Linked DNA regions of Sus scrofa: regions 1, 2, 3, 4, 5 and 7 are each linked to region 6. Evidence: chromatin contacts called from public Hi-C and HiChIP or PLAC-seq data. All regions are on one chromosome and are shown on one strand. Each heading gives the region's core, a stretch centred on a gene start, on an enhancer-like site or on the middle of the called end of the contact. The rest is flanking DNA. Distances are from core to core; before and after follow the strand shown. Region 1 holds the start of NDUFB4 (NADH dehydrogenase [ubiquinone] 1 beta subcomplex subunit 4). Region 2 holds the start of MAATS1 (cilia- and flagella-associated protein 91). Region 3 holds the start of COX17 (COX17 cytochrome c oxidase assembly homolog). Region 4 holds the start of FSTL1 (follistatin-related protein 1). Region 5 holds the start of POPDC2 (popeye domain containing 2). Region 6 holds the start of GSK3B (glycogen synthase kinase 3 beta). Region 7 overlaps LOC102162379 (a long non-coding RNA gene).

The links. Hi-C and Micro-C count contacts between places; a contact is called where the count stands out from the background. HiChIP or PLAC-seq counts read pairs in DNA pulled down with a chosen protein or histone mark.
Region 1: an H3K27ac HiChIP or PLAC-seq map of alveolar macrophages shows a contact between it and region 6. The contact joins the promoter of NDUFB4 here to the promoter of GSK3B in region 6. A contact is called at or near these places in 1 of 5 promoter capture datasets (liver), 5 of 47 Hi-C or Micro-C datasets (heart right ventricle, liver and skeletal muscle) and 2 of 2 datasets of contacts at active chromatin or transcription factors (alveolar macrophages and skeletal muscle).
Region 2: a contact with region 6 is called in an H3K27ac HiChIP or PLAC-seq map of alveolar macrophages. The contact joins the promoter of MAATS1 here to the promoter of GSK3B in region 6. A contact is called at or near these places in 1 of 5 promoter capture datasets (fetal liver), 6 of 47 Hi-C or Micro-C datasets (alveolar macrophages, embryonic fibroblasts, heart right ventricle and 3 more) and 1 of 2 datasets of contacts at active chromatin or transcription factors (alveolar macrophages).
Region 3: a Hi-C map of liver shows a contact between it and region 6, with 2.7 times the contacts expected there. The contact joins the promoter of COX17 here to the promoter of GSK3B in region 6. A contact is called at or near these places in 1 of 47 Hi-C or Micro-C datasets (liver) and 1 of 2 datasets of contacts at active chromatin or transcription factors (alveolar macrophages).
Region 4: a contact with region 6 is called in an H3K27ac HiChIP or PLAC-seq map of skeletal muscle. The contact joins the promoter of FSTL1 here to the promoter of GSK3B in region 6. A contact is called at or near these places in 2 of 2 datasets of contacts at active chromatin or transcription factors (alveolar macrophages and skeletal muscle).
Region 5: a contact with region 6 is called in an H3K27ac HiChIP or PLAC-seq map of skeletal muscle. The contact joins the promoter of POPDC2 here to the promoter of GSK3B in region 6. A contact is called at or near these places in 2 of 2 datasets of contacts at active chromatin or transcription factors (alveolar macrophages and skeletal muscle).
Region 7: a contact with region 6 is called in an H3K27ac HiChIP or PLAC-seq map of alveolar macrophages. The contact joins the enhancer-like site here to the promoter of GSK3B in region 6. A contact is called at or near these places in 2 of 5 promoter capture datasets (fetal skeletal muscle and liver), 12 of 47 Hi-C or Micro-C datasets (adipocytes, embryonic fibroblasts, fetal heart ventricle and 8 more) and 2 of 2 datasets of contacts at active chromatin or transcription factors (alveolar macrophages and skeletal muscle).

The regions. Positions count from the first base shown.
Region 1 is chr13:139,728,421-139,731,978 of Sscrofa11.1, reverse strand. It overlaps NDUFB4 (NADH dehydrogenase [ubiquinone] 1 beta subcomplex subunit 4), which reads left to right and starts at 1,487. Exons shown (of 3, transcript XM_003361882.4): 1 at 1,487-1,729. The coding sequence starts at 1,550. The region is part of intron 2 of LOC102162379 (a long non-coding RNA gene); the gene reads right to left.
Region 2 is chr13:140,565,070-140,568,649 of Sscrofa11.1, reverse strand. MAATS1 (cilia- and flagella-associated protein 91) reads left to right here and starts at 1,674. Exons shown (of 18, transcript XM_003132654.4): 1 at 1,674-1,943. The coding sequence starts at 1,820.
Region 3 is chr13:140,582,812-140,586,667 of Sscrofa11.1, reverse strand. It overlaps COX17 (COX17 cytochrome c oxidase assembly homolog), which reads right to left and starts at 2,382. Exons shown (of 3, transcript NM_001348525.1): 1 at 2,131-2,382. The coding sequence starts at 2,237.
Region 4 is chr13:139,845,495-139,849,332 of Sscrofa11.1, reverse strand. It overlaps FSTL1 (follistatin-related protein 1), which reads right to left and starts at 2,087. Exons shown (of 11, transcript XM_021070306.1): 1 at 1,752-2,087; 2 at 1,534-1,590. The coding sequence starts at 1,754.
Region 5 is chr13:140,599,613-140,602,937 of Sscrofa11.1, reverse strand. POPDC2 (popeye domain containing 2) reads right to left here and starts at 1,306. Exons shown (of 4, transcript NM_001144114.1): 1 at 411-1,306. The coding sequence starts at 901.
Region 6 is chr13:140,135,498-140,138,874 of Sscrofa11.1, reverse strand. GSK3B (glycogen synthase kinase 3 beta) reads right to left here and starts at 1,709. Exons shown (of 11, transcript NM_001128443.1): 1 at 1,586-1,709. The coding sequence starts at 1,673.
Region 7 is chr13:139,749,655-139,753,142 of Sscrofa11.1, reverse strand. LOC102162379 (a long non-coding RNA gene) reads right to left here. Exons shown (of 5, transcript XR_001303087.2): 5 at 589-3,340. Among named protein-coding and RNA genes, the nearest start is that of NDUFB4, 21 kb to the right of the region's middle. Within about 2 kb of position 1,997, at least 50 of the 83 cell types and tissues checked have an H3K27ac peak or open chromatin away from gene starts, as enhancers often do. A contact at or near this core is called in alveolar macrophages, fetal skeletal muscle, liver and 5 more, where this site is marked.

The DNA of each region.
Region 1 (3,558 bases), core at 238-2,737, 410 kb after region 6:
AGTGTGATTTGTCTCAAATTTCTTGGAGTTCCCGTCCTGGCGCAGTGGTTAACAAATCCGACTAGGAACCATGAGGTTGCGGGTTTGATCCCTGGCCTTGCTCAGTGGGTTAAGGATCCGGCGTTGCTGTGAGCTGTAGTGTAGGTCGCAGACGCGGTTCGGATCCCGTGTTGCTGTGGCTCTGGCGTAGGCCAGTGGCTACAGCTCCGACTGGACCCCTACCCTGGGAACCTCCATATGCCGCAGGAGTGGCCCAAAGAAATAGCAAAAAGACAAAAAAAAAAAAAAAAAAAACAACAACAACAAAAAATTTCTTTCTTCTACATTCCCTCAGTCTCCATTCTTCTGAGCCCATTTTTCTATATATTCATTTGGACAGTAAACTGCTTAGCAAATATTATCATATTCTGTCTATTCTTTCTGTACTGCCGGGATTGTCAGCTCCTCAGAGACAATCACCTCATCTTTCATTTTTGTTTTTCCCACTCAGCCTAGAAGATTGACTGACTAGTGTGCAGGATGCTTCATGCAGTGAGTGCTTAATAAATATTTAAAAACAGTATTAAAATGTTGAATAAATTTGACAGCAGTGCTGCTCCTCATCACGTCAAGTGCCAACACTTTCTAGGTCCCTTCTCTGCTTAGCAACCATTTCGCAACATTTCTACATGTCCCCAGATGGTTCATCCAAGCTGAAGTTAACTTTTGATCCACTTTCCTTGCCTGAGTTATGGAAATATTGTTTACATGTTTTCCCCTAAGGAATATCTGCTTGGTACCCAAAGAACCTGCCTTGCAACTTGAAGTAGCCCTTTTTCTTTGGTGATAGTGGGGAAAGGAGAAGGATGGTAGGGATGGAGAACATTCCCTTTAAGGTTATCCTCACTCTTCCCCCCAAACTATCTTTCACAGTAAGATAAAATGCTCCTATGCTTATTTTCATATTTCTATGGATGTTTTTTAATCTTAGCATCTGAAGAATGGTAAGGATTTTACTAAAAGGTTTCAGTGTTGTAACTAAGATTTGGTTTTTCTTTTTCTTGGATAAGGAATATTTTGCAAAGTATGTTGCATCTATTCATTATTTTATTTAATCCTCACATGAGTTTTGCTAGGCAGACAGAATAGGGATCATAATCTCCAGGATAAGGAAGAGGAAACTCCGAGAAGTTAAGTGACTTCCCCAGGTCAGAGAGATGGACTTGTACTAAAAGAGAATTCCACAGTCGGTCCCATTTCTCCTCTCTGCTAACTCAACTTCACAGAATGTGCCCTTCAGGGTCAGTAAAGCTAGAGCTGCAAGCACGGACAAGAAGCGAGACTTTCCACAGCGGTAGGAAAAGGAGAGGGCGGGGGAAGGCGAGGAAAGTACCTTGCGCATGCGCAGATCGCTACTAGCGCCGGGGACAGAGGAAGGTTAAAAAGCTGTACATGCTAAACCGTTTCCGCCTCTTGCTAACACGCAGGCGCACTTCCTCAGGACAAAGGTCAGCACGTAGGGGGCGGGCCTCGGGGCCCCGCAGGCGCGTTTGTGCGCCGGGTTGCCAAGATGTCGTTCCCAAAATACAAGCCTTCCCGCCTGGCAACCCTGCCAGCTACTCTCGACCCAGCTGAATACGACATATCTCCGGAAACCCGGAAGGCACAAGCCGAGCGGTTGGCCATAAGATCCCGGCTTAAGCGGGAGTACCTGCTCCAGTACAACGACCCTAACCGCCTAGGGGTCATCGTGAGTGAGGGGCCAGCCGGGTGGGAATCGAGGGCCAGAGTCCGGATGGTCCCGTCAGACCCGGCAGCCTAGACGGCCCAAGGGGGACCACGCCACGGGGCGGTCACCGTTTCCAAAGAGTGTTTTAAAACACAGGTCCTCTTCCAGGCCCAGAGAGCAGGACCTTGGCATTAGCCCTTTGACCTTGGGTGGATAGCTTAGCGGTTAGGAGGACGGGTTCTGGGTTCACAAGTGGCTGGGTTTGAGTCCCAGCTTGATCACTTCTCGCCTGGGTGATCATGGAAAAGCTTTTCAACCCTGCTGCTTGGCTTTGGTTTTCCTATCTGAAAAATGGGGATAATATAGTACTTCCTGTTTTACGAGGCTCTTATGAGGATTAAATGAGATGGGGCACGTGACCCACCAGCACAGTTCCTGGCTTGTGCTGAGTGTTCAGAAAATATGGGGGGGGGGGTGTTTTAAAGCTGTTTTCCACTTTACAGTTCACAGTTCATAGAAATACTGTTCTGATGGGAATATAGTGATTTTTCAGTTTACATCTTCTAATAATCCAGATACCCTACAGCTTGCTAAAGCTTTGGGCTTTGGAGTCAGACACGAAGGCACTACCTATTGGCAAATTATATGACCTTGTGCAAAATCCCTAACCCTTCTGAACCTTAGTTTTATAATTTTCATATACGGAAACGATAGTACATTCTTTATAGAAACCTTTTGAGGTTAAATGAGATAGTCTGTATAATGCTCCCAGCACTTATAACATGCCTAGTAGACCGATAGCTATTATCTAGAAGATAATTTTCTGTACAAGAGCTATTTAAATATGTAAATATGATTTTTTAGAGAAGTTTTTTTCCCAACAGTTGCATTGGTATTTTGTAGGAATTTTAGGAAGTTGTGAGGATTGAAGGAAATTTACAGGTGTGCCAGGAATTACTGAAACTTTCTGAAATTCAAATATCATGGGTATTTGAAGATTTAAACTTTATTACTATCCCCATTTTACAGATGAGAAAGATGACATGGGAAGGGCAAGTTGTCACAGGGTGATACTCTGTTAGCAAGTGGTAGAAAAGAATTAGAACCACAGTCTATAACCCAGAGCATCTTCTCAACCACTTGGCTGTATTGTCTCCAGCCAGAACCTTGTTTACTTGGGAGAAGGTGCTGAGAAAGATGTTCATTATATACATACTCAGTGATTGCGTTTGATGTGCCGGATAATGAGACCTTGAGTCAGGCATAGCTGAGATTTAAACTCCAGATTTTCTCTTTTCCAGTTCTGGGACGCAGGGCAGTTTCAGCTTAGCAGTGTAAAACCTCAGTTTTATACCTGCCTCATTGGTTGTTCTGTTAAGTAAATGAGTGCCTGACATTTAATCATATATTGAACAGTATATTGAAATTCCTTGCCTAATCTTTAAGAATTATTGATTCAGTGAATAAATAATTGCTTGGTGTCTATTATATGCCAGGCCCTGTTTTAGATGCTGCGTAACAGTGGAGAACAAAAACAGCCAGACTCCTGTCTTCATAAAGCTTTCTTTCCAGTGGGAAGCAAGTAATAGGTTTAAAAAATTGCTTCATTTAGCATGTTAGTTAGTGGTAAGTGATAAGAAAAATTAAGCAAGGAAGGGGATTTAGGAGTGTGTATATGTGGTAGGGATGGAGGGCAGCTTGCAGTTTAGAAAGCCCTCACTTGAGAGGTGACATTGAAGATCTGAGAAAAGTGAGATGAAGGAGCTAGCCAGTCAATTCTCTGGGAAAGTAGCATTTTAGGCAGAGGGGACAGCAAGTACAAGGGTCCTTAGACAAGAGTGTGCCTGGTT
Region 2 (3,580 bases), core at 425-2,924, 430 kb before region 6:
CCTAAGACAGAAAAACATTATCATGTCGTTATAACACGGTATTTTATTTTTTTTCTTTTTATGGCCGCACCTGTGGCATATGGCAGTTCCTGAGCCAGAGATCAAATTGGAGCTGCAGCTGGGGCCAACACCACAGCCAAAGCAATGCCAGATCCGAGCTGCATCTGCAATCTACACTATAGCTTGTGGCAACGCCAGATCCTTAACCCCCTGAGCCACGCCCGGGATTGAACCTATGTCCTCGTGCATACTAGTCAGGTTCTTAACCTGCTGAGCAACAACTGGGAATGCCCAGAAAGTTCTTTTTATAGAAGAATCCCAGGTAAGAAGGAAATTGTTGAAGATATTAGAAATTCACTGTTCTAGATGAAAATCCTGAGATACCAAAATAAAGTGTAAAGAATTTTTTAGATCTTTTGATCAGAAAAAAAAATCTTGGACTCAATCAGGGAAATTTGAATATATACTAAATTTTAAATATAAAGGAATTATTAATTTTGTTAGATTTGATAATGGCAATTATGTTAAAAATCTGTATCAGTTTGAGATGCAGATTAAGGGTAAAATAATGTCTGGGATTTGAAAATGCTCAAGCAAAAGGAGATAGTAGACAGGTGAAACTGGACTGGCAAATTCTTGATAATTATTTACTCCGTGATGATTAGCGCCAGCTCATTACTAAAAGTGGATTCACTCTTGCCTATGTTAAGACATTTCCAGAGTCCTGTTGTGATGCAGCGAATCCGACTAGTAACCATGAGGTTGCTGTTTGATCCCTGGCCTCTCTCAGTGGGTTGAGGATCAGGTGTTGCTGTGAGCTGTGGTGTAGATAGCAGACCCTGCTTGGATCCTGCGTGGCTGTGGCATAGGCATAGGCGTGGCTGTAGCTCGGATTGGACCCCTAGCCTGGGAACCTCCATATGCCGCTGTTGCGGCCCTGAAACAAAAACAAAAACAGACATTTCCATAATAAGTAGTTTTAAAAAGCAAGTCAGTGCGGAATACACCACATCATCTTCGGCTGATTTAATTAGTGCCCAGGGCTCAGAAAGGGGTAGCAGAATGCAGATCAACAGTTACTAACTACCCACCCCACCCCAAATCCTGATTCCCAGGGCAAGGGTTCATAGAGTGTCAAAGTCCAACGTTTAGGAGCTTTCTCAGCTAGCAGAAAAAGCCCCGCGGAAAGGGGATGTCCGAAAGGAAAGCCCCCGACTATTTTTTTCTGAGATTTCCCAGGGATTTCCGAAAGAGGTCGCGGAGTGAAACCGGCAAATCACTGCTGGATTTGAGCAGTAGCCTTTTCCCCAGCCTGCGGGCCCCGCGCATTGATCCTGGATGTACAACTGAAAACTCAAGGCTTGGCCTCTGGAATGAAGCGGGCAGTGTAGCAGATCCTCCCCCGGCCTACTACTTTCCCCTTTTTCCTTCTGAGTGCTGTCCTTTCCTCCCAACCCCTTTCTCCACCCCTCCCGCTCCTTCCCTCTGCACACTTCCTGTCCTCCCGCCCCTGCGCCACGCCCCACGCCTTCCTGCAATCCCCCCGTCTTCCTCCCGGTCGCCAGCCCCGCGCCCCTCCCTTCACTAGCCCCGCCCAGGTTCTTCATCCAGCCCGCCTTTCCTGACCCTCGTCCCGCCCCGTCCTTGTCACTCGGCTCCTCCCCTCTCATGCTAGTTCCGCTCTTCCCTTCTCCGCTTGCGTGCTGTCCTCGCTCCGCCCTTCGTTTCCGCTCTTCCAGGGGGTTACCATAGCTACTGTCCACACAACAGCTAGGTCTCTCAAGTTGGTCCTGGCTGACTGCAGGGCAGAGCCGGCACCATGAGTCATGTTGTGACCATCACCGAGCCCCAGGCCAAACCTCAGATGTCTCAAACCCAGTGCAGAGGGAAGTCGGGGACCTGGGGCAACGTCTCCGCTAGTCGAACGTATGATTTCCTGTATGGTAAGGGCGGCTCCAGATCTCCCTCCTGAGTTGTAGACTCCTGGGACAGATGGGCTTTGAAGATGGTGGGACCTGGCCAGGAGGCTCAGCGGAGGAAAGACTGGCCTCAGGACAGATCCCTTGTCTTGTCTTGGATGGGCAGCTCCAAGCCCTCTGGGTGGTGCACTCTAGGGCATCTCTGAAGACTCAGGTGAGCTGCGTCTTGGAGCAGGGGTAGGGAACACCTGACTCTTCTTCACCCGCTTTTCTTGATAATTTGCACAGCCCAAAGCAATCTTTCTGAAACCCGTTACTGGAGTTTTGGTATCCCATACAGTACCCAATGATTTGCATACTTGGAAATGTTACTGAAGAAAGTTTGGGTGCTCCACTCACAGTGAGGTCAAACAAACCAAAAGAAAAAGGTTTACTGTAGGGCCAAGCAAGAGTGGCTTGGTTCAAACCCCCCCGAAATCCCTGATGGTTTTGGGGAAAAAGTTTTCAATAGCAATATTTAGGGTGAAGGCTGAAGGGTATGTGACTTTTTTTCCTGAGGTCACAGAGGGATGCTTCAGCCATCTTGTGTTGAAATTGCCATCTGGATCACCTGGGTGGGGGCCTTAGTTCTGCAGAAGAGCTCAAAGATAATGTTCTGTATATTTCTTGAGGAGGAACCAGGATCTTGCCCCAAGGCTGCAGTAGTGTTTCTTGACTTCTCCTGACTTGTCTCTGCATCCCCTCCTTTCTCATTATCCACTGTTTGAATCTGCTCTTTGAAACTCAGGTAAGGTCAAGGAGGCTATATGAAGCCTATTTCCTACAAACAAGAAGGAGGGGGGGGTTGGGGGCACACAAAGGATTTGTATCCATCAAGGAGCCCTATAGCATCCTGCTTGGTTTCAGAGACTGACTCAACACTCCCACATTCAAACTGCATAAAATGCCCTTCCAGTTCTCATTCTCTGGCCTCTTCCAAATTTGGCATCTAGGTAAGGAAGGGCCAGTTTATTTCATCTTTGTTTTTAGCTTTCTCTTTTCTTCAAGCTTATTCTTAACCATTAAAGTATTGTTTATAAACTATGTCCACTAGGTCCTTTGGGCCAGTAAAGCCCCAGTTTATTTATCTATTTATTTATTTTTGTCTTCTTGCCATTTCTTGGGCCGCTCCCACGGCATATGGAGGTTCCCAGGCTAGGGGTCTAATCCGAGCTGTAGCCATCAGCCTACGCCAGAGCCACAGCAACGTGGGATCCGAGCCACGTCTGCAACCTACACCACAGCTCACGGCAACGCCGGATCGTCAACCCACTGAGCAAGGGCAGGGATCGAATCCTCAACCTCATGGTTCCTAGTCGGATTTGTTAACCACTGTGCCACGACGGGAACTCCAGCCCCAGTTTATTTTAATGCTCTGATTGTTCATTTAGGTTCTGGATCTTTTACTGGACCATAAGTTCCCTGAGTTCTGAAGCTCTTCTACTATACATTTTTGTAGCTTCTCAGTATCTATTCCAGTTCTGGTACATATGTTAGGTGCTTCATACTTTATTATGAATTATTTATTGAATTATTCAATTTACCACTATAGTAATTATAATCAATAAAGCATGATTTTTCCCAGTTTCGCCCCTCTTGACCTGAACCTTATATTACTTTTT
Region 3 (3,856 bases), core at 1,133-3,632, 450 kb before region 6:
CTTTTTGCCTATCACAGAGGAATCCAATTTTTGATTCTATCCTACATTCACATACATCTAGATAAGTCTATTTCTAATAACAAGACACCCTTCACAAATAGCAAAAAATATCTGGCTGCCCAGAGCAGCCCAATGAGCCCCAGTCATGATGATCAAAGAACTTTTGACCTGTAAAATTCACAAAGTAAAAACTAGAACCACACAGTTTCATTTCTAAGGGCCTGAAAATGTAATTTTAGGAAAGAACCAAGTTAAGGCAAATTCAATTGTAAGAAAAAAATAACTCCTAACTATAGATATTTGGGGAGAAGCCATAGTGGTCAGAAGTAATTGATGCAGAAGTAATTTAAAGAAAGGGAGGTTCTCCTTTCTTCTAAAGCCTACACATCTTTCATAAGAGCTGTCTGCCTGGGACAGCAAGCTCCTTATAAAAATAATTGGAGTTCCTGCTGTAGCACAAAGGGATCAGTGGTGTCTCTGCAGCACTGGGATGCAGTGGGTTAAGGATTCAGCATTCCACACCTGTGGCATAGGTTGCAATTGAGGCTCTCATCTCTGGCCTGGGAACTCCATGTCCTTCAGGAGGCCAGAAAAAGAAAAACAAACAATGCCCCCCCAAAACAATAGCTAGCCCTCCCAGATCATTTCTTGAATACTGTAAATATTGTGGCTTATAGCATTAACCCTACAATAATCCTGGAGGCAGACACTTTTATTAGGCCCATTTTACAGACAGGAGGCAACGATGTTAAATAATTCGATCAAGGTAACAGAGTTGACGCCCCAGGATTCAAACCTTGACACTAGATCCCAGGCTCCATCATAATATCATATGGTCTGAAGGTTCAATAAGCACTTAACAGTTAATGTGGAAGCATAGTATCTGATCGTAGTCTTTTGAATCTCCCTTAACAGTATTATGTGCACAGTAGTGGATATTAACAAAAAGCACTTGGCTCCTACCACTCATATTTTCCCACTATGTCACTTATGATTTCTTTACTTTTTATGTGAGGACAAAAAGGGACTGGAGGGAGAGGTGTACATTCACATTATCTGAAGATTCCTTCTGAGATTTGTTCCACAACAGAGGCTGTATACAGTAAGAAGAAATGAAAACCTTTTGCAGGTTGATGGTAATTTAGATAAACAATTCTGAACACTACAGTGTCACATATGTTATAGCCTAGTTGATTTTTAAATTATCTACCTAAAACGGTGGGGGGAAGAGTTTAGGGGATTTTCTGTACCGTTAAGAAATGTACCTTGTACCCTACTATGACTAAATTCGGGGAGAAATTACCAGAAAACCGGAAAACTTTTACTCTTTGATCTTGATAAATCTTTTTTTCTTGGCCGCGGGGGAACTATGTGCAACTTCCCGAAAAGAGATCGAACCCGCCCCACGGCAGTCGCTGCTGAGACCACGTGGGATCCTTAACCCCTCTCACCACAAGGGAACTCTGATTTTGCCAAGTCTTCTATCATGGCCCATAAACCATAGTAGAGCAATCATTGAAAAACGTTTCCATTAACTGTTTCCCTTTACTTTTTTTTAAGGGCCGCACCTGGGACATATGGAAGTTCCCAGGCTAGGGGCTGAATCAGAGCTGCATATGCCGGCCTACACCGCAGCCACAGCCACACAGATCCCATTGGCATCTGCGACCGACCTACCCTGCAGTTTGCAGGGCCGGCTCCTTTACCCACTGAACAGACCAGGGATCGAAACTGCATCCTTATGGCTGCTGGTCGGGTTCTTAATCCGGTGAGCCACCACGGGAACTCCTGTGTTTCTTTAAATCAAGTAGCATCCATCCGTTTACAAGCCTTCGGTCCTAAAGCAATGTTTGACCCATAACAGCTGATGAAAAACCTTTTGTAGGAAGGAATGCCTGGATTGAGCGCGGCGGGTCAATCTGACCTCTCTCTGATCCCTTCAACCTTTTCCCCAGGGTAAGCTACGAGCTCAGTCTACAGACAGCTGACTGCGAAGCCTACCCAGGTCTATAACCCTCAAGAGAGCCCCGCGGCAAAGTGAGGGCCACGACCAGCCCTAGTCCGGGCAGCGGCACCCGAAGGCAGTGCACGGAGCCTGCCCCGCCGCCCCCTCCCCGGCTGCGCACTGACCACGCATCGCGCGCTTTCTTGGTCTCCGGGCAGGCGCAGCAGGGCTTCAGCGGCTTCTTCTCCTGCGATTCAGGCGGGGCAGGGATTGCGGCCGCCAGACCCGGCATTTTTCGCGCCGAAAGCTGCAATTAGCTCTGCCACCCCAAACTCTACCGGCCTCCGGACACGCCGATTCGCCCGCAGTTATTTCCGGCAGTCGCTCCAAAACAGAACAGGAAGTCCTGCCTCTCACTCTGACGAACTGGGAGGAAGGGAGGAGGTAAAGAGGAAAAATGTTTTAAAGGGCACGCGCGTGCGCAGAAGAGGCCGAATGATGGCCTTAGTGCTAGGGCGCCTTTTCCGCGCAGGTGCAGAGAGCCCAGGTAAAGTGCAGCGATGTTTGTAGACCAGCATTGAGAGGACCCACAAATGAGGAGACCCGTAAGGCAACTCGGAGAGCTCTCAACCATACACCCAGCTCGAAGTCGAAAACTGAAACTCAAGAAGGTGAAATGACCTGTCTATGCTACAGAAAAAAAAAAAAAACACTAGTGAAAGCCAATTCCTCTTGAGTAACAGACTTAGCGCCCGGCATCTTATGCTTGCCATTATCTGCCTTACTGCCTTCACCACCCCACTTCACCGCTCTAGTTAAAAGTGAGTAGCAAAGGAGTTCCCTAGTGGTCAGCGCAAACGAATCAGACTAGGAACCATGAGGTTTCGGGTTCTATCCCTGGCCTCGTTCAGTGGTTTAAGGATCCAGCGTTGCCCTGAGCTGTGGTGTAGGTCACAGACAGGGCTCAGATCAGGTGTTGATGTGGCTGTGGCATAAGCTGGCAGCAGCTGTGTCTCCGATTAGACCCCTAGCCTGGGAACCTTACCTCACCCACACGCTTTAAATCCTCAGCTAGTTAGTGTTTATAGCTCCCTCTCCAACTGAATTGATTTCCATATGAATTGCCAATCATAGGGCAAATATATTGGTTAGTAAAATTTTAAAATGCCTTTTCATTGTCATTCCTCAAATTCAGTTAATACCTATCCATCTAGGTAAATAAGTAAACTTAGACAGTATTTGCAATAGAATGGACATAACCATTAAGTTTTTTTCCTGCAGAGAATTGTTTGAGGAAGGATGAACTTATTTTTTAAAGCAGGACTTCCAGGCATTGTTAAAATAGCTGTCTAGGGATACGCACTTTGGTTAATCAAACATTGCTTATCACCTAAACCAGCCAATGGTATTGCCCCTCAAGATGGCTGTTTTCTTGCTCTTTGTACATTCCCTGCTCCACCATTTCCTGCTCCACCAACCCCTAAGTGCATGATTGACCTTTCTACATATTTGTCCCAGGCCCCAGCAATGAGATTGTTCTTATCTAAAGAGCGGTGAGGGCAGTGCCTCTCTGCTGGTCTCCCTGGTAACTCATGTGCCAACCTGATGTCAATTCCCACTGTAACTGGCAATCTCCCCTTCCCCTCCAGGAGCAGAGACTTTACCATGTCCTGTCAGACATGTAAGAACCCCCTGGCCATTAAACCATCCATGTCTCTGTCACTGACTCTGGGCTCTTCAGTCATGAAGCTGGGTAGGCACAGGGCTTGCAGACCTGCGGGATGCAGCCTAACACTAAGGTTTGTTTCTGTATTCCAGAGATTCAGCTCAGAATCCTGAGGTGTGTCTGGGAACTGGTGTAAAAGTAATTTCTATATGTGTATTTTCCAAGTTACCAAGACCATCCCCATT
Region 4 (3,838 bases), core at 838-3,337, 290 kb after region 6:
TAGAAGCAGATCTGGAGTTCAAGATGAGCTCCACCAGGATTCAGATCCTTCCCCAGAACTAACCAGGTGTGTGATCTTAGGCAGGTTACCTAATCTCCCTAAACCTGTTTCTTCCTCTGTAAAATGTGGATAATAAAATTGACCCTACGAGTTTCTGCGAAGCTTTAAAAGAAATGATGCATGCAACCCAGCCGATGTCTGCTATGTAAGAAGTACATAGTAGATATGAAGCCTTTGTGCGAGGTAGTGTTTAAGAGCCTGGGGTTTGATGCCAGACTGTGTTCAAATCTCACTCCTACCATTTAACAACTTAGGACACTAGAGAAATTATGTGACCTTTCTGATTCAGTTTCCTCATCATTCAAACGGAGTTTTATTACAACACAAAGTAGATATCCAAAAAAAAAATTAGCTCTTTTTAATTTCATTGTGAGTAAAAACAGCTAGTGTTTCCAGCTCAACCAACAATGTAGCAGTGAATTTAATGAGAGTTCAGTATAATGTGCATTTTTTAACATTGTGAAAACCTAGCAGGCTTTTATGACTTTTCTGGGCAGTCAAGCTGTGATACTAAGGGTGGGGCTAAACTGTAATATAAAGAAAAAAATTCAAAGAGGGAGAATAACCACCCACCAGGGAGCTATTTCTTTTGTAATGTACATTCCATTTCTTCTCCCTCATGCTTTTTAATTCCTTCCACATTTCCTGCCATAATTATCAAATGTTTGGTTTCTGACCTCACTTTTCTGGAGACTAGAGCCCAGGGAATTTAGAATTGTTTATTTTCTGTCCATAAACCTTTGAGTTAATGGAGGGGCTTGTGAGTGAAGGGTTTGTTGGTTTGTTTGTAGTGTCTCAGGAAGGTCACTTGAGTCGAAAAGAAAACATTACCAAAAAAGCGCTGAAATACTTTGACTGGAAAAGCAGAGCCCTCAAAAAGCAGAGTAATGGATCGCTCATACTCGCACAACATTAATTTTAGAAAAAATTGAGATTTTAAAAGGCCATTATTTGGCTCTGACAATAACACAAAATCCGAGGGCACTTTACAAAGAAAAAAAAATCTTACTTCATATAAGAGAAAAAAAAACTTGCCCTCTAAAAGATGAATCTCTAGCGAGCCCACCCCCGCCCCCCCACTCCAGGAGACAGACTCTAAAGGGAAAAGTCTTCGACTCGTCTCAATTTCCTCTTAAGTGAAGGAAAGAACTCAGGCGCCTTTTTGAACTCCGCTCGCACTCTTGTCGCCGCCTCCGTCCCAATCCGCCCAGCTCGTCCTCTCTCCCTCTCCCCACTCTCCCTCCATATTAGCCGCCGTGGGGCTCCCGCTTACGGCCCAAACTACTTTGCCTGATTTTAAGGTTTAAGTTTCCTAAGTAGCGTTTATGCTCTGAGCGCCCCCCTCACCCGGCGGATGGAAACTCCCAGTCCCACCCGGGGAGAGCATCCCGAGAACGCAAGCACAGCCCGCGCAACCCGCAGACCCCAGTGGCCCCTGAGCCTGAGTTCGGACCTCTTCCGAAGCTCACCTACCTCGGCGTGGACCCAGGCGACCGCCACCAGCGCGAGCGCGAGCCAGCGTGTCCACATCTGCGGAAGAGAGAAGAGCGAGACTGAAGGCACCGGGCCCCATGCCGACCCCGGAAACTTCCTCGGGTCCCAAAGGCTCGCCCCCTCCGCCCGGCAGCCCTCGGCCACCCAGAGGGGTCGGGCCAGTGAGCTCGGCTCCGCGCCGCACACCCTCCTCTCACCATGGTCCCGTCGCGGTCTCTGGAGGGCGCGGGGCAGGGAGGCTGCAACGAGCTCTAAGGGAAGGTGGGAGCTTCGCGGATCGCCAGCCTCAGAGGAAATCCGACCTGGGCTCGCCGCCCCTTAAGACCCCTCCTTCCCGGACTGCCTGCCCCCCAGCTCCTCCCCATTCTCCTCCCCCTTCTGCTGCAGCGGCCCCCGCGGCTCCCGGCTCCGCTCCCTCTTCCCAACCCCTTGCTACCGGGAGCCCGTGAGCGCCTTGGCGCCACCGAACCCTTCTTCCCGCCAGACCCCTAGCTTAGCACCTCTTCGGCCCCCAGGACTTAGAGGCAGAGGCAGAGGGAGGTGTCCCGGGAGACGCTGCAACAAAGGCGGAGGAGGTGTGTTTGGGGGGGGGGGGGGAGAGCCAAAACCTCACTCCCGGGAGAGGCCGCTGGCTTGCGGCATCTCGGGAGGGCTGCGGGCGCGGGCTGCGGCGGTGACCAGGTGGGGCGGTGCCTCCGGGGGTCCGGCATCGACTGGGGCGGTAACCTGGGGGAAAAGGCCCTGCAGCCTGGGGAACCGGAGTCGCCCCCTAGGCTGGTAGAGTGCCAGAGGTGCAGAGGGACCCGCACAGCTCAGGGTACAGGGAGTCACTGTCGCAAGAGCGCGAGGAAGCGGGTACAGGGCCCAGAAGACCTGCCTGCCTGAGGAAAGCTACTTTGGGTTCAACTGTGGATTTCCTGAGGGGTAAGGTGCAAGCCGGTGTTCCTCTGCTGAGAAGATCCTGATTCCAGCGTTTGCCAGCAGCATCATCCCATCATTCCCTCCAGTCCAGGAGTGACCACTGTCTCTTTGCTCTCCTCTGTCCATCTTTCACCAGTGTTCCCACTCCCACCTTGTCATCCCAAGTACCCTCCATGTTCATGCTTTACATCTCCATCAACTCTTCCCAGAGGCCCTCAAATGTGTGCTGCCTCTGTGATGATGTTGATTCCCCAAACTGCTCCCAACTGTGGCTTCTTTCCTATCCTGTGTAAAGTGTCCGAGGTGCCAGAGCAAATCCACTTGACATCTCAGATTTAATATGCCCAAGGCTGAACCCCACTTCCCACCAGCCTCCAGGCTTGCTCATCTACATCTTTTAAAGTGGTGCCTCCAAAAATTATCTTCACTTCTCAGATTGCAGTTGTCACCTTATTCTGGCAGTTTTCCCTTTGATATCTCACATTCATCCTTTCACCTCCATTCACATTTCCACTTCCCTAGGCTGGACCTTCATCCTCCCTCACTCAGGAATTCTAGAAACCACCTCTGGTTGCCCTTCAGCTCCAGGTTCTCCTCCTCCAGTCTCCACTGCAGCCCACTGCTGTATTCTCACTACATAAAGTCTTCCTTATGCTCTTCCCCTGCTCAGAAACTTTCAGCACTCTTTTCCCACATCAAATCCAAAAGCCTTTCTTGTAAGTTATCCATCTAACCTTACTTAAGCTACTTATATGTCCTCTGCTCAAACTGGACCACCTTCTCATTGTCCTCTGAACTTGTCATATTCACTCTTTTACCATGATTTGTTGAGGGCCTGCTGTTGTGGTCTTAGGGGGTTCAAATAACACACATATTGCCCACTCAAGTTCAGAATCCATTGAGATAGCTGCAGGAGTCAGACTGGCAGTGAGCAAAATGGCAGCTTTGTCCCTGGTTTAAACCAGAATGGTGGTTATGGCTTTAGATCTGCAGGGACAAGGATCTGCTGATTGTCCTTCACCCCAGAACGAAACATACCCTACCAGTCACAGACAGAGTTGGAGAGTCTGCTTGTATAAAACTGACTGCAGCTTTACAGTTTCTGGAAAAGCAGAAAACCTGCTTCCTGGGGCTGGACTGCTTCCCAAACTTGAGAGGTCAGAAGGACACATCCCTATTTCCTCCTTCAAGCTCACAAGTCGAACAATGCATTCCTGCTTCCTTGTTATGGAAATAAGATAGGTAGCAAATAGACATCACTCTGCCAGCTACCCAGTCCCGGCTCTGTTGTGGGACTGAAGGACATGATGTTGTACAAATTTTGCTTCTGCCCTCTAATAGCTCACAATACTTTCATCCCTGG
Region 5 (3,325 bases), core at 57-2,556, 460 kb before region 6:
ATAGTTGGCATTTAGCAAATGTTGAATGCATGTAGAGGAACAAATTAATCTTATTGAAACATACGGTTTTCTAAAGTTTACAGAGATATTGCTGTAATTTAGGCATGACGCAGTGGTGTGTGTGTGTGTGTGTGTGTGTGTGTGTGTGTGTGGTCACTTCAGATCCAAGCTCAAGAAACACCCCACTCCTCCCAGCAGCAAGTGCACACGCAATCCTTTCTGCCAACTAAGATGCCCCATGAGGTACTTTTCTCATGGAAAATGCTAAGAAAGGGGAAGCAAGCACATGCTATTTTGGTTAGTTTGACTTGCCACATCCTTCCTCAGTGGACGGGGACATGACATGGAAAGGGACGCATTAGGAAATGGGAAGCATGGGCATGAGGAAGAAGCACTGGACAGTGACTTACCGGCCAGAGAGCAGCAGGGACAGACGGTCGATGGGTGTCTCACCCTCCACAGCGTAGGTCTGCTCCGTGGCCAGAGTGGAGACCTGCTCCTGACAGCAGCGAACCATCTCCTTGTAGGCATGTAGAGGCACCTGCAGGGGCAGGCACAGTGTCTTGTAGAGGAGCTCGAACTCCTCAGGGAGGCTGTCCTCACGCAGGCGGTACACCAGATGTGCCAGCTGGAGCACGCAGGCCATCGCCAGCAGGACGCTCCAGAGGACGATGTCCAGGCCACAGGCGTCGAACCAGCCCCACAGCACACAGCACAGGTAGCCCGTGCCCAGGAAGCCAAAGAGGTAGAAGCACCCATACATCCCGCTGCCCCCCATGAAGCCCAGGAGCAAGAAGCAGTTGGCCAGGTGGTAGACAGCCCCTTGCAGATCCTGCCTCCAGCCGACACACGGCAGCCCACGCCAGAGGAGCTGGCCCACCGCGCTGCTGTTGCTGCTCATCTTCGGGGCGCCTCGAAGGCTCTAAGCCTGTGCCCACATGCGAAATTCAGGAAATGGTTTAACCTGTCCTCTGGATGCCTTCTCACCTCCAGCTACAACCCACCAACTCAACTTTTCCTGGGAGGAATGCTTCCGGTGGCTTCAGGAATGAATGGCAGAACATAGTACACTTCCTGGAGAACTGAAAGCCTTTCTTTCCTCCGTCTGGCCCTCAGCAAGTCTCTCCCGCAGAGCTCCGGGGAGCTTCCTCTGCTCCAGGTTTCTTAGGACGGTCTCTTCACATTTGGCTCTTGGCAGGAAACCCAAACTGTCCCGAGGAAACAATATGACTGTGGGACTGAGAGCTTCAGCAGTGAGGGATAATCAAACAGCCACGTCCTGCTCTCTGTTGTCCCCAAACAGAATGAGGAGAGCCCAGCACGGGAGGCACATTTGTGCTCCATTTGGAATGCGTCTCTCTTGGCACCGGAAGAAAGGGTGACCCCAGACAGATACCATGTTTGGAATTGGAATCCAAGAGGTACTGGCAGTGAGAAAAAACAGGCCAGGCACACAGGCAGGCTGGCAGAGCGCTTAGCATACCTCCCCAGAGGACAAGATAAGACCTGGGGCCAGAGAGGGGGGCAGGGGGGATGGCATCATAGAGGGGTTTGGAGGAGTGGTGAAGGAGGGAGGGTGGGGGTGGGGTGGGGAGCCTGGGGGTGGACAAAGAAAAGTGAGTACAGAATTTACTGCCACATCTCAGGCAGAACACTGTCCAGAGACCCCTGCGGGGAGGGCCGGGGGCTCTCCTGAGGCAGAAGGACACATCAAGGTAGGAAAGTATGGGACTATTATCAGAAAAAATCCTAACAATGAGAACTGGAAAACCCCTTGAAGACCTCTATTAAGTCATATTGGAAATATCCGTGGGCATTTATTTGACATCCATTGAACAAAAAATAGGTGTGCAAAGCAGCCTTTTGAATTCTGACCTTCTCCTGCATGTATCTGGATCTAGTAATAGTTAATACAATGTTAATACATTGTTCAGACTATCACTCTACCCACTCCAGGACTGGCAAATAATAATAACCATTACCTGTTAAACCCCAAAAATGCCAGACCTAGATGAGGTACTTTACATACATGTGATTTAGTCATCACACGACCCTTCCAAATAAATATTATCTTCTTTCTAGATCTGAAAGAAACTGAGGTTTAGAGAAGTAACAAGTTCCCACAGGTAGTAAGTGACAGAGATAGGATTTGTTCCTGTCAGACTTTACTGCTGTGTCCCAAATAGTTTGCACAGTGCATGGGAAGACAGGACTAGAGCCATGACTCCCAACTCTACTCTCCCCAGGAAGTCTGAGGACGTCTGGGACCTTCTAGATCAACCTGGGGTCTACCGTGGGTCACCAAGAAGTAAGTCTGGAATAGGCAAACACTAATCTAGCTTCCAAGTAACTCTTGGATTTTTTTTTTTTTTTCCTCACTGCTGGTTAGCACTTACTATCATTATTCCTACAGCCACTGAGGTACCACGGGAAGTGGGGGGGGGGGCACCCAGTAACCTACTAGAACTATTCAAGAGCTCAATCCATAGGGACCTTTATTATACCTCTGGTAACTGGACTAAAATTAGTGAGAAATTAGGAATTGCCAAACATGCTGAGGAGTAGAAGTTTTCAACTCAACACATATTGAGTGTCTACTATGAGCCAAGCACTTAAAGAACTGAAGATTCCCAAGAGATTTCACCTCTCAAGAGAAATATAGATACTTGAGAAACAATGGCAGTTCAGTGTGGAAAGCACCGCAACTGAGTCAAGTTTAAGGAGAGGTGGCCACCTGGAAGGAAGACACAAGAGCTAAAAGGGGATTTGAGGTGTGGGAGTTGAAGTAACAAGGGAGATAGAGGCAGAAGAGCGTTTCTAGGCGTGAGAGCGGCCAAAGCATAGGCACAGAGGTATGAAAACTTAAACATGTTGAAACAAGCTAGTTTTTTAATTTAATTACAGTTACCTAACCAACAAAATGTGGATCTTATTCCCTTCTTTCTATAGTTGGGGGTGGGGGGAATCAGTGGTAAAGAAAAAGAGCCTAGACGGAGTTCCCATTGTGGCTCAGTGGGCTAAGAACCCAGCTAGTATCCATGAGGATGCAAGTTCGATCCCTGGCCTTGTTCAGTGACTTACGTAGCCAGTGCAGCTTGGATCTGGTATTGCTGTGGCTGTGGTGAAGGCCGGCATCTGAAGCTCCCATTCAACCCTTAGCCTGGGGACTTCCATGTGCCGCAGGTGCAGCTCGAAAAAGAAAAAAAAAGGAAAAAGAAAAAGAGCTAGAGAGCCCCTGGAGAAAGATGTCCCACCCCCAACCCCAGCCTTCACCACAACAAGGATTTGGATCCATGATGTCATTTAAGCAGTGGAGTTTGGGGTT
Region 6 (3,377 bases), core at 460-2,959:
CTATTAAAAGATTTGCTTCATCATAGCTGAAAACTACCCCAGAATTTTAAAATATTCCTCTCAAATGACCCCATGAAGTGCTTAGAAAGCTTGACCATTCCCTGAAAGATGCATCATCAGCTTCCCTCTTCACATACCCTGCATTCTCAACTAGCTAGTCACCAAAAAAAAATTTAACTCTCAAAAAAAAAAAAAAAAAAAAATCTACCATTCAGCTATTACCTTGGACTACACTGTCTTAGGCAAGCTCCAAAGGCCAACATGAATCAAATCCTGGGTTCAATTAAGAGTGATTATATTATGCTGTTTAAGGATATAATCAATTTCACATAACAGCATATACTTTAAAAAAAAAAATCTCAGTTCAATTCTCTCCTTCTTCTAGGCAACCAAATAGTTTTTCGTTGTCCTCATCATGCCCCTTTCTTGAGAAATAAGGAAACAGAATAGATATTTTTGTCAAATTCTGAAAGTACGTTTAAATAAACTCTTTAAATTCCACATAAACAGAGATACACAGGAACATCTGACACTTAGTGTACCACTCAACTAGACTTTTCTGCACAAATCTAGCAAGAGGGTCCAGTCTAGTAATAACCCTGAACAGAGCCCAAATTATACCCTATTATATCCAGGACCACAGCATTCTGCAAAACCTATGATGAAAAGGTCTAAATCCATATTCCTCTAACTGGATAGTCTTACCTAAAGAAAACCAATGCAAGAGTATTTTAAACAGTCTTAAGAAGGGACCCCTGAACTTTACATCATTTAGCATGTATGGAATGCAATGGCATCCCCAAAACTGATATATGGAGGGTCAGTGACAGTTAACATTCAACTCAGTATCTGACAACATGACAATACAAATCTCGATCAAAACCAGGACCTACTTCCAAGTTACCTTTTGATTAAATATTAACTCTATAGTGGTAGACTTAAAACAATGCATGTTGAGATACTACTGCTACTGAGTATCAACCTCACGGGTCCCTTCTAAGAGGAGGAATCAATGCTTGCCTGGAAATGTGAAAGTGGTCACTGAGCAAGTTCATCTCTGGATTAAGAACAAATGCGTTGTACAGTCACAAAGGCAAGAAAGAACTGTTAAGAGACTGTGACATTTAGCTCCTCTATTAAGTGTACAAAACTATGATAACCCCTGAGATCTGAGCTAACTATCCCTTGTTCCTAAAGACACACTGCAAAAGCACATAATGGTTTATGAATCTTGTCCTTCGCTTTATTCATGAGAATGAGCCAAGTAAACACTTCCATCACTATTTTAAGATGGAAATAAGTCAACCGCTTGATAAAGCTGGCAAGAAAACTATAAGAAATATTTCAAGTCAAATCATCCAAATAAAAATCATATTCCCTCTATTCAAGGTTAATGAGACCGGGGGAGGGAGTATGGGAGGAGAAAAGAGGGAGCTGCCTCATCCTTGACAGAAGACAGGTTTCTGCCCTTTTCCATTATCTCTGATTGTTATATCAGACATCATATTTTAAGATCCTGGTATTTCAAAGTCTCTTATTTAAAGGGTGAGGTGGAGAAAGAGTGTAAAATAAAATCAATACTCACTGCTAACTTTCATGCTGCCAAAAGCTGAAGGCTGCTGCACTGGCTTGCAGCTCTCCGCAAAGGAGGTGGTTCTGGGCCGCCCTGACATGATCACTGTCTTCCCGAATCACCTTCTTTTCCTTCCTTCCTCCTCTTCTTCCTTTTGTTTTATGTTGGGGTGTTAGGTTAATGATAAACGCAGCATTAAGTTCTCCCACAGGAAAAAAAAAAAGACTTCGTCCTCTTGGCTCTTCACTCCTTTTGTATAGCGACAAAAAAATGCGAGCGATGTATTTCTCCTTGAAGACAGATCAGTACGGATATTTAACATATAGATGATCTGGGACTGGGGAAAAAAAAAATACAATTCTCTCCCCTCCCTTTCCTTGGAGGGTAGAAATGGGTGGGAGGTCCTAAAAAATATGTATCACGTGAAACGGGGGCAAATACTTGATTGAAAATAAGTACTTTGAATATTATATTTTCCTCAGGGATTTTTTTTCCGAGTCAATGAAGAAGGGAAGCGGCGGAAGGATCACGAGTCTCACGCTTGAAAAGAAGGGGGGATGGGAAGGAGGGAGGGAGCGGGAGGGGGTGGCTCGGAGATGCGACGGGAAACGCTGCGGCTCCGGCAGCGGCGGGATCCGGCGGGCTGACGGCTGGGGCCCGGCGAACTGGAAGGCGGCGGAGTCGCGAGTCAGTCAGAGGCGGGCGGTGGCGGCGGCTCCTCTCCTCATTGCGCCAGGAGCAGCTGCAGGCGGCGGCTGGATCCAGCGGCCATGGCGGCGGCGGTGGCGGAGGCAGCTCCCTTCAGACCCCAGGCAGCGGCTCCTCGACTGCTCCCCATACGCCGGGGACATGGGAACCCGGCAACCGCTTCCGTCCCTCGGGGCCCCCTCCCCCGTCCACGGCACCGGCGCGACCGCCCTCCCTCCCGCCCCTCGCCTCTGCTCGGTCTCGCTCAGGAAGTGTCCGCGCTTTGCCCCCAGCCCGAAGCCCTGTCAGTGGCTGCGGGGCCGGCTCCTCCTCGCTTCCTTCCTTCCTTTGTCACTCGGGCCCGGGCGGCGGCGGCGGCGGCGGCGGCGGCGGCGGCAGCGGCGGCGGCAGCAGCAGCGAAAGCCCGCATTCGCCCGGGTCGGGGGCTGTTCTGTGTGAGGAGTGCCGTCTGCGCAGCCGCCTAGCTCTTCCCCAACCCCTCCCCCCTCCTACTCGTCCTCCGCCTCCTTCCTCCCCCACCCAGCCTTACACCGCCCAGCGCCCCTCCGCCCGCGTAACAGGCGTCTGAGAATTGCCGGCCGAGCCCGGCGCCCGCCCCCTTCGGCAGGGGAGCCGAAGCCCGAGCGGAGCCAATCACGGACGTCGTTTGTTTGCGGCTCCTCCCGGAAAAAGCCGATCGGCCAGAGGAGCCAATTAGAAAGTACCACTGGAAATCACGCCCAAGGGCGGAAAGTGCCGAAGATAGCCGACCGAGAAGAAGATGGGTTGGAGTGATACTGTGGCTGGCTGGAGGAGAAATTCGACAATGGCAGCAGCGGCCAATCAGAGTCGCCGGCTCTCACGAAAAAGCTTGAAGAGTTAAGAACTGTGAAGCCGGGAGTTGCTGGTGAAACCGCAAGGCTGGGAGCTGCAACCGCTTTGTAATTGGCCAAAACTCCGCTGGGAGTGTACCTCCCTTGGTGATTGGTGAAGAGAATGGGGCTTCCGAGGACAGTCTGACCAGTCAGGACGTCTCCTCCCTGGCCAAGGTGGGGAGAAGTAGAAAGCGAAGGGAGGGCTCTATAAAGCGCCTTCTCATTGGTCTCAAGCTTTGGAG
Region 7 (3,488 bases), core at 748-3,247, 390 kb after region 6:
AAATGAGGAGGCTGTCTCTGAAAAGGAATAAAAATGAAACTGCTGCAGAAAAACCCAGTGCTGCAAAGTGCTAACATCATCACCACCACCACGATCATAGTCACAGTATTTGGGGCTGGAACTGAGCCAGTGCCTGCTGAGCAGCATTGCCTGGGGGAGCCATCTGTGTGCCGTACATATTCGGGGCCCTCATTTGGCCTCTGTGGGCTGCAGACAAAGCATCCTTTTGTATGAAGATAGGGGTGCATCTTGACTGTCATGGGATGTTCTGGAACCTTAAAACACATTCGGTTACATTTGATTCCCAGGGCTCAAAAGTCCAGGAAAAGCATTTAAACTCTTTCCCCTATAGGGGTCAGATATATATGGAATCTATAATAAGCCAGATGTCCCCAAGTGTCAGTCTGGAGAGACAGACAATGAGGAAGATTCCAGAGAGAATGTCACTGTGAGTGAAGATACTCTGGCAGAGTAGACCAGATCCAGGTGGAACACCTGAATGCTGGAGGGCAAGAGGTTTTAGGTAGAGTGCAATGCTGAGTCCCTCACCAGTTTTTCACCCGGAGCTCCTCAATCCCCGTCCCAAGGGTTCCAGTGTGTTCTGGGCTGGGTCTTAATTAAGAAGTGGAAAACCATGTCACTAGAGGTACAGTTATTCTGGTATGGGCATTTTCTCTAAAAGACCTGAAAAACATTGTTGGGCTGGTCCCATTGACCCCTGGAGATCAATGGGAGGGGGAGGTGGGCAGCAGCTTGGCAGCAACCAATGCTCAAGGCAGTACTGCAGGATGCAAGGGCAGCAGGCTAGGAGGACAGAGACAGGAGAAATATAACAAGACGACATGACCCAATAGCTAAGTGGTGAACCCGTGTAGAATAATTATTCTACATTTTATTTTAAGTGTTAGTTTTTGCCAGATCTTGAAATCTTTCAGAGCTCAGTCTGCAGTGGGTTCATCCCCATTTACATTAACATTTGCTAGTGAGCCAAGGACCATACAGAGAAATAACAAGAAAGAAACACTGACAGAAACACAGATTCAGAGAAAGGGGAATTACAGAAGGAGATACACATAAAGAGATACATAGACAGTTTGAGAAAATAGATGAAAAATAGAGGAAGACAGAAAGCAATTGAGGAGGGAAGAACAGAGAGAGAGACCTATTAAGACATCCAAGACCCAGCTAGTGTTCTGGGAGAAGCTAGCTGGCTCCCCTAGGACGAAAATCAGGCCGTCCTGGATTGAGCCTCCCAGGATTAAGAACCTAAGAGAAACCACAAAGATTCATTGTTTTGTTTATCCGGAGGTTTTGGCTCCTGGCAACTTCGGTGCCGACGTTCTGACACACTGCCTGAGCTCCCCCTGCTGGCGGCTCTGCAGAATCTCACCGTCTGGTTCCAGAGTGGGATCAGATTACGTAAGTCTTCTTCGAGATTGGCCCACCGTTTTCCTTTTTTATTTTATTTTTTATTTTTTTTTATTTTCTCAAGTTCCTAGTTCTCCGAAGTCTGTCCTGGGAGACCCAGCCCAAATAAGAGTGCAAGCGGGAGACTGGCTGAGCAAACGCTAGCTGAACATGTGCGACATACAAAGTGCTGTGGAAAGGCCTTTAGGGAGTTTATTTGGCCTTTAGTCTTCTCACTTCAAGTGTCCGTTAGAATTAAACTGACCTTCTGGGGATGGAGTGAGGGCACTTTCCTGCCCAGTTCTGACCAACTAGACCAGCTTTCCAAAGTAAGTCCTGGGAAATGCCTACGAGGGCAACAGTGATGGCGCGCCCTTCTTTTTTCCCTTCTCTTTCTCCCTGTTCATCTTCTTCCCCGCACAAAGAAGAGGAATTGCATTGTGCAAAACTCCTGGGACGGGAAGGAGAGAAACACAAATCTCCCCAAATGCCAAGCCGATCTTACTGCTAAGAATAACCTTTATCTCGGGAAGAAAGACAGAAGACCTGCCTCTCTTTCTTCCTCCCCGCTTCCCCCCAACCCCCACACTCTGTCGATGGTGGATTTTAAAGGGGCAGCAGCACCCACGCCTAAGAATACACTGAGCGCTGTTTTTCCTAAAGTGCTTGAGTTTTTGAGTCACAAAGTCCAGAGAGGGGCAACGTGGGAGGAGAGAACTTGAGTCCAGAGGACCAGGGACAGAGGTGAGGGAGGAGGCAAGAGGGAAATGGAGGGGAAGAGCAAGATCAGGACACAGGGATCTCTGTTCCACCCTGATCCTAGGCTTCTGCAGCCCTGAGGAGCAGACTGACAGGGGTAGGCAGACCCTTTGGGGGAGGGTGACCCTGGGGTGGGCAGTGGGCCCCCCACTCTGGCTGTATTTGAGGATCACCTTGAGGGAGGGGGCAGATTTCCAGACCTCTGGCTAGGATGTATGCTCACAGAAAGGAGTCCTTGTTCCCCTAAAAACCCGAACCATCTCTTGTCAAGGACTCTGGAACATCAGAAAGGATTCCCTTCTTTTGTTAACTAAAAACTAAATAGATTCTTACAGTGACCTGCATTGCAGAAAGTAGCAATGGCCCTTGGAAAAATGGAGCCACTTCTTTAGTCCTCTGTTCTGCCCTTGTCCACTGTTTCTTTCTCTTACCCACCTTCCCTCCCCTAGCTTTTTCCTTTCATCATGGGTTCAGCCTTTTGCTCACACTATCTTGTGGTCTCCCCAGGCTCTGGCTTCCTTCTCACTCACCTTTCATGTTCTCCTGCATTTGCTTCCTGGGCCAGAGTGCCCTCCTTGTGGAAGCAAGAGAAAGAAAGGATTGTCATGTCTGCTTGGGATCCCCAGATGCCTGATGCCACATAGCCTTTGAACAGGGCAAATGGATACCCTACAGAGCTTGAGGAGAGTCTATCTCTGGGTCTTTCTTTACTCACACTCAGTCTACAAACTACCACTGGAAAACTACTGGACGGTTGACAGCCCATACATTGTAGTACCTTCTATCTTGAACAGCCCTTGTCCATTTCTACCATGCGAAAGCATTTTAGTGACTCATGAGTCAATAGGAGCAGAAGTGCCTGGGCAGTGTGATAATAATAATGGTTATTTATCACAAATGAAAGTTATATTTCTATATAACTGAAACTGATCCAGTTCTGCTATTGTCAAATAAAAGGAAAAAGCCTAAAAACATCAAAAAGTAAAAAATTAAAGAGGAACACTTTTCAGAAGATGTCATTTCTTTGTATTTCTCTAGCTAAATAAATTGTAGCAATTTCCAAAATGTTCCTGGAGAAGAAACGATTTTAGAAGCAAACTCTTCAGTGGCTTTGTGGTGTGGGTTTGGGCTGCTTGTGACCAGTAGAGGGCAGACTTCAGTTGTAAATGGGAGCCTGCAGAGTGGACAACAGGGGAGAAAGGGCAATTTAGGATTCCAAGGTTGTAAACTGTTTATTTCATGCTACGCATAGCCCAGAGATCATAATCTAAGATTCTTGACATGACACGAGAGACTAGATTCCAGGAAATCAGTTCTAAGCA